Regions from separate parts of the Drosophila melanogaster genome. Here region 1 is linked to region 2. The links are chromatin contacts, called in public Hi-C maps. All regions are on one chromosome and are shown on one strand. Each heading gives the region's core, a stretch centred on a gene start, on an enhancer-like site or on the middle of the called end of the contact. The rest is flanking DNA. Distances are from core to core; before and after follow the strand shown.

What was found. A called contact is a pair of places that touch in the nucleus more often than the background predicts.
Region 1: a contact with region 2 is called in a Hi-C map of the Kc167 cell line, with 4 times the contacts expected there. The contact joins the promoter of Orc2 here to the promoter of CG31495 in region 2. A contact is called at or near these places in 1 of 1 datasets of contacts at CTCF or cohesin (the Kc167 cell line), 32 of 107 Hi-C or Micro-C datasets (the Kc167 cell line, the ML-DmBG3-c2 cell line, the OSC cell line and 14 more) and 3 of 6 datasets of contacts at active chromatin or transcription factors (all in the Kc167 cell line).

The regions. Positions count from the first base shown.
Region 1 is chr3R:13,963,478-13,966,543 of dm6, reverse strand. Orc2 (Origin recognition complex subunit 2) reads right to left here and starts at 1,659. Exons shown (of 4, transcript NM_169563.2): 1 at 1,611-1,659; 2 at 963-1,552; 3 at 49-894. The coding sequence starts at 1,536. Kots (Kotsubu) reads left to right here and starts at 2,370. Exons shown (of 5, transcript NM_142067.3): 1 at 2,370-2,812; 2 at 2,897-3,066. The coding sequence starts at 2,670.
Region 2 is chr3R:13,838,385-13,841,568 of dm6, reverse strand. It overlaps CG31495, which reads left to right and starts at 1,635. Exons shown (of 1, transcript NM_169559.2): 1 at 1,635-3,184. The coding sequence starts at 1,770. The coding sequence ends at 2,795. It also overlaps the pseudogene CR46415.

The sequences.
Region 1 (3,066 bases), core at 410-2,909, 120 kb before region 2:
TAGTTTTGCTGTCGCACTATAAAGATCTCAAAGCATCGGTGCACTCACACAGTGGGGTATTTATGTGATCAATGGAGGCCAGTAGATGAATGTTCGGTATGCGCGCCAGGCGCGAAAGAATCGCCTGTGCCTTCACATTGCGAAGCATGGCTCCATCCAGATTATGGACGATTAAGAACAAATGTGTTTCCGGTATCAGTGCGAACTCCTCCTCGATCATATCCACTGCTTCATGTGGATTAGCCGGACTAATGCCCGCATCTAATATGTCGCTTGTGATGCTATCCAGCATATCCTTGATGGTCAGACTGGGAAAGAAGCCATTCACCACCAATACCGTTTGCTTATGCAAAACTTCCCGATGGAATGACTGCAGCAGCTGGTGCTTGGAGCCCAATCCATATAGAAGTATATTGAAGCCTTCGTTCAGAATACACATCCACTTGGGAAAGTACGATCGATACTCCTCCATAATGGCATTAATAGAACCCTCATGCTCCGCCGATGTCTTGATTTCCGACAGCAAACTGAAAACACGATCGGCGGCCAGGCGAGGATTCTTTAGGCGATCCAAGGTGTGATCCGAAGTGAGGATCTTGCTGCTGGCATGCGAGTGAAAGTAACCATCGCTCTCGGGCACAAACTCATTCGATTTTTTCGCCCTCGCCGATTGTCGCAGGCGGGCTGCCGATGGAGTTTTCGGCAGAACGGGGACTACAATGGCACGGCGGGCTCTACTGGGCGTTTTGGGCTCATCATCGGCGGCGTCGTTGTCAGAGGAGTTGCCAGCATCGCTGCTACTGCTGCTGGAGGAGGATTCCTCGTCACTGGGCCGGAAATCGCTTTCATCTCCAGAAAAATCCTCATCTGAGTCGGCCACTATTTTGGCAATCTCTGAAAGTGATAATGAATTTATAAATAATGGAAAAAATGGTAAAAGGACGCAGAAAAAGGCTACCCACGCTTCTTGACGCGGGTGCGCACATGGGCGGGAGTCTTTGGCTGATCCATGGACTTCTTGCGCTTCGTATCCGGCGTCTTGACACCCAAACGCGGCGTTTTTGGGGTCTTGGGCGTGCAGGGCGTGGCATTTAGGGCGGCCAGTGCCATGGCATCGCGTTTCTTGGGCGTATTGAAGCCAAACATGCTGGTGCCGGCCACATTGTACTCGGATTGGATGAGATGCAGATCCTTGGCAGCGGGACGGGCAGCATTTTCCGACTCCTCGATGCTTTCTTCTTCTTCCTGATCCTCCGCATCGCTGCTCCGTTCATCGGACATTTCCACATAGTTCACAACAATTCGCTCTTCCTGGCCTTTTCCATTGCTTTCCTTCTGGTACGCCTGGTATTTCTTGGTGGGACTTGGACGTCGGGTGGAACGCCGACTGGTGACCTTGGGCTGAGATTCCACTGCATTCCCAACCATTGCCGTGTTCAAGTCCTCGGATTCCTCCTCCGAATTGGTGAGGTTCTCAATGGACATGAGGTTCTCCTTCCGCGGCGTCTTGTAACCGCCTTTGTTGCTGGCACTCATGACGCTTGCCACTTCACTGGGGGCCCTGATTATCAAAATATTCAATTGGTAAACAAATAGTTCGCAAAATATACTCAATGCTCAGAAGTGGCGGGAATTATCGATAACTAAGACATGCCAAGAGTGTGGCCAGCTCTCGACCTAGGAAGTAGCTAAGTTTCTAGCGTAAAAAAAACTAAAGGGGCATGACAATTAAAACACAAATGTTATAAATATTTGTATAAATATATATTTATATAGGTAATAATTACAAAAAGAAATTCCGTGACACAGTTTTTAGAAATAACTATATTGTTCGAATAAGAATTGCATACGTTATCGATAAATTTAAATTAGAATCCAGTCACTGACAAAAGCTGAAGTGTTTGTTGGCAACACGTGCGCGTACAAAGCGGTTATTTTTTCACTGTCACAAATTCCTTGCGGATTAACCACAAACGTTTTTAAAACTAAAAAGTGTTAAAATCGGTAAGTTTAGGAAAAACAATATTTGAAGATGGGAAAATTACGCTACGTTCTTATTCTGAATTGCGGTCGTCAATGGACTTGCGGTTAATTTTCAAATAATATTGCCTATATTGGCAAAATAATAACACAAAGTAGATTTGCGTTTTCAGATATATTCAAACAGGTTCAAAGAGTATTCAACTTCCATGAAAATGGCTTGGCGAAATTGATTGTAACTGGAATATGTAGAATATTTAGCATATGTTGTGTCGTTTTAATTAAAGTTTAAAAACTTCGTAAGCCTTATTTTTCCTTTTTTAATTAACGATCAAGTTTACTTCCATCAGTGCGCTGTAAATCGAAAACCAACCGATATCGATATCGTCCTGTTCTCTTTCTTCCCACGTTCGTTCAATGCACTGAAGCGCGTGCCCAGCGAGCTTCGAATTTAAACGCGTTTAGTGAACGTATCGCATGTTTGTGAGTTGTGAATCGCGCACTTAAATTCTAAAGGATTCCACCTTTTTCAAAACGAAAACATAGAAAGTTCTCGTCCAGCGTAAATAGATTTTCACTTTGTATTTCATCGCGTGCTAAAAGTTCTGTTAGCGCCATTTTGCTGCGTTTCCTTTAACGCGCCGTTCTTTCATTCACACGTTCTTGCGTTGTTACTTTGAATTGAAGAAATGGAAAAGTCGGAGGAAAAGACATGCGTCGTCTGTGGCACTCCGACCAGATTGATGTGCCAGCGGTGTGGAGAACCGTACTGCAATGAAAAGTGCCAGAAATTGGATTGGCAGAGGCACAGGCAGGTGTGCATCATTATGCCGTGAGTTAAATTAGTAAATCCGTTGCGCAGCAGTGCATTAAGTTAGGGGTTTTTAATTCTTATACAATACAAATGCGTTTCCAGACCCTTGGTGGAGTGCCGGCCTCTTCAACCGGCGTTGAATCCAATCCAGAGCGTAGAGAACCAAGTTGCTCTGGCTAAAACTCGCACTAAATCGCCAATCCCATGTGTGGAGCCCACAGTTGCTGTGCCGAACAAGCCGGATCTATCGGAAAACTGGCGCAAACATTTGC
Region 2 (3,184 bases), core at 386-2,885:
GTTGCGGTGTTTTGTTTATTTTGAGGCTATAATTTAAGCGGGTAATTGCACGCTGGCGGCCAGAATTTGTAACTAAACTGCAAATTAGCAGCCAATTCCCAGGCCGATTAATAACCATAATTATTGGCTCAAGCGCTGACGAGCGAACGTCTGGAGTTTGAGACTCTCGATCTTCTCGCGAGGATGCGGATCTGGATGCGGCGGAGGCTGCTGGCCTGCCTGCAAATTGCACTTGGCCATGGCCTCGTCTTTAAAGCCACTACAGCTGGCCCGCAATTGGAGATTCGTGATACACCCGGGCGCATGTGGGCTGCACTGGGAGAAATTCAGTGCAGTATGAGTTGCTAAAAAAAAAAAATGATTATTAACCAATCTTTCACAGGTGGCCATATTATTAACTATTTTCTTAACTTAACTAACTTTCTTCACTTCTTGTATTTTTTATTTAGTACAATCACTTTAGGATTGCAAAAAATTCTTTTCAGTGTCGCTCCTGGACTTCTCGACATCCCCTCGCCACCCGCCAGCAATTTAAATAGTGAGCGCCTGGCTTAATTACACAAAACAGGCAACACGAGAGGCAGTCAGGCTCGGATCGGGTGGATATATACATATGCACTATGTTCCCTCGCCGGCGGCGCAGTCTTCGCTTCGAGTCTGGATCTTGAACCGGACCACTTTTGATGGACATGTGTCTAATGAAGCGGCCTAATTAATGTGCATAGCGGACGCGAGTCTCGGCCCTTTGGAGGGAGCATGCAAATGGGCTGGCAAGGAGTGGGAAGGAGGATGCTGTGCGGATGTGGAGTGTTGAAAGCCTTGAGTGGTCAAATTCGGATGGGACAAGAAATTACCGGCATTACGCTAGGCCGGCCGACCGGATAAATTAATAAATGTCGATACCCAATTAAACTGTCCGAATATAATGCACGCTATAAATTTGTTGTGCAACCCAGAACGAATAGAGACATCCACTATCCAATTATCGAGCGCATGATTAACTGCTCGAGGTCAGCGGCAAGGAAAGAAGAAAAATACGATATTGCAAGTAATTGCACAGCCAACCCAGCAGAAGAGCCGAAAAGCGGGAATTCATAATGTGTGCCTAGGTTTTAGCAAACGGAACGAAACTCAAGAATATCATAAATCACAAAGTCGTTTAAATTGTAACGGTTGCAGTACATCGAAACCGCCAGTCAATCGGTCTATCGGTATTTTTATTAGCCATAAACAATACAAATATTAAAGTGACATATATGTACGATGAAATTTTTTCTGCATTTCATGTAGTTAAAGTCAAGGCATTAAAATACTTGATGGATAAAATAGTGTGCAATTATTTTTACTAATTTTAAGTTTAGATATTTTTCAAAAGTGGCGCGCTTTTTTTGTAATAGCCAAGTGGAAAAGCAGTATTTTCAAATGGAAATTTGGTTACACTATCGTAATACGAAGCTGATAACACATACATAACGAAGCTGATAACACATTGGTTCGGAAAATAATGGCAATTCAAAATATTAATATTATTTTAATTTTAAGCTACCTTATAAAATAATAAAAACTTACAATATAATGGTTTGAATTGAACCACCGTCTTATCGAAACTTCGACCGTCCCTGAAATTTAAAATCGATCGCAGTTATCGCAATCGATTTTAGGTGGATAACATAATATACAAAACCATTTTGTAAAGAACAGCTGATACAATTTGACCATTTCATATCCAATATAATTTCTCCATAAAAGAAGCCAACCCGGGCGCCAAGATGGTCAACATCACTTTACCCAACACTGAGGAGCGTGTGAACCTCTTAAAATCGCGCATCAACAGGCTGGGTGACATTACGGTGGCCGGCGATGTTTGCGCACGCGAAATTGCAATGAAAACCAAAAATTTCACGGAGGACGAGCTGTGCCAACTGGTCCGAGAAGCCCTCCATGAAGCCATTGTCCGCACTCACGTCACCAGATGCCCGAAGGGCCTTCAAGTCACTCAGGTCGATCTCCTGGCCGCGGTAAAGATCATTCAGCCACGATTTGGCCGGCAGGAGGAGACTCTCCAGCTGCTCATGCCATATGAATATCTAGATCGTACCGCTTTCGATCCGAATGATCTCCTGTCCACCGGACGCCCAAGATGGTCTTGCCATCTGGTCGAAGGTAAGCCCAAGTCAGGCCTAACTACGGTGGCCGCTCAAATGGCTTTGAAAACAGACTGCCCTTTTATAAAATACATCTCGTCGGCCGAATTGCTGGGACTTAGCGATTCCGAAAAATGCCAGAGAATACGGGAAGTCTTGGAGGACGCCTATGTTTCCAGGCGCAGCTGCGTCATCATTGACGACTTTGAGCGTGTCATTGGTTACGGCGCCCTGGGTAAGCGGTACTCCAAGGAGTTCCTGCAGAAGCTGACGGTTCTTCTGAAGAAACAACCGCCCAACAGCCACGAGCTCATCATCATTTGCACAAGCAATCGTCTCGATGTCCTGGAGGAACTGGGCTTGCTATCCGTTTTCACTTCAGTTCACAATGTGCCAAATGTTTCCACGCCTAAAGAACTTATGGTCATAGTGGAAGCTTCAAAACGATTCGAGCCCGAGGAGCTACGCCAAATCGAGATCGCCATGGATGGCCGCAACGTCTCCATTGGCATCAAACGGTTGCTTGACTTGATTGCGTGGGTGAATTCCCTAAATCCCGACCGTCGAGCTGCCAAATTGCTGAAGAAATTGGGCGAAGCAATGGGATGGGTAGGGAACCATTCTAGTCCACTTGTACCTCAATACATTTAAGACGTTAGGTTAGGAAATGCAATATTGTATCTACAATTCCAGGAAAATAATTCCAAGTGATTCCAAATAATTCAGTAATGCTTTATATTTAAAAGAACCACGTAAGCATAAAAAAACCATCTAAAAAAATAATATTGCATTATTTTTTGGATGAACTTGCTTCCATTGCATTGCAATGTTCTTAAGACTAAAATGAACAGCCCGATAATGTGATTGCAAAGATACTAGATTATTATATTATATATATATTATATATACACCAGGCCAGACCTCTCAGTGGCCTTCGCCTGCTGTACGGAGAGCATTCCGTCCTCCAGGAGTTCGGTGACCGGTGGGCCCAACATCTCCTGGGCTGCTCCAAAGGCGGGCTTGATGTCGTTGTCCAATAT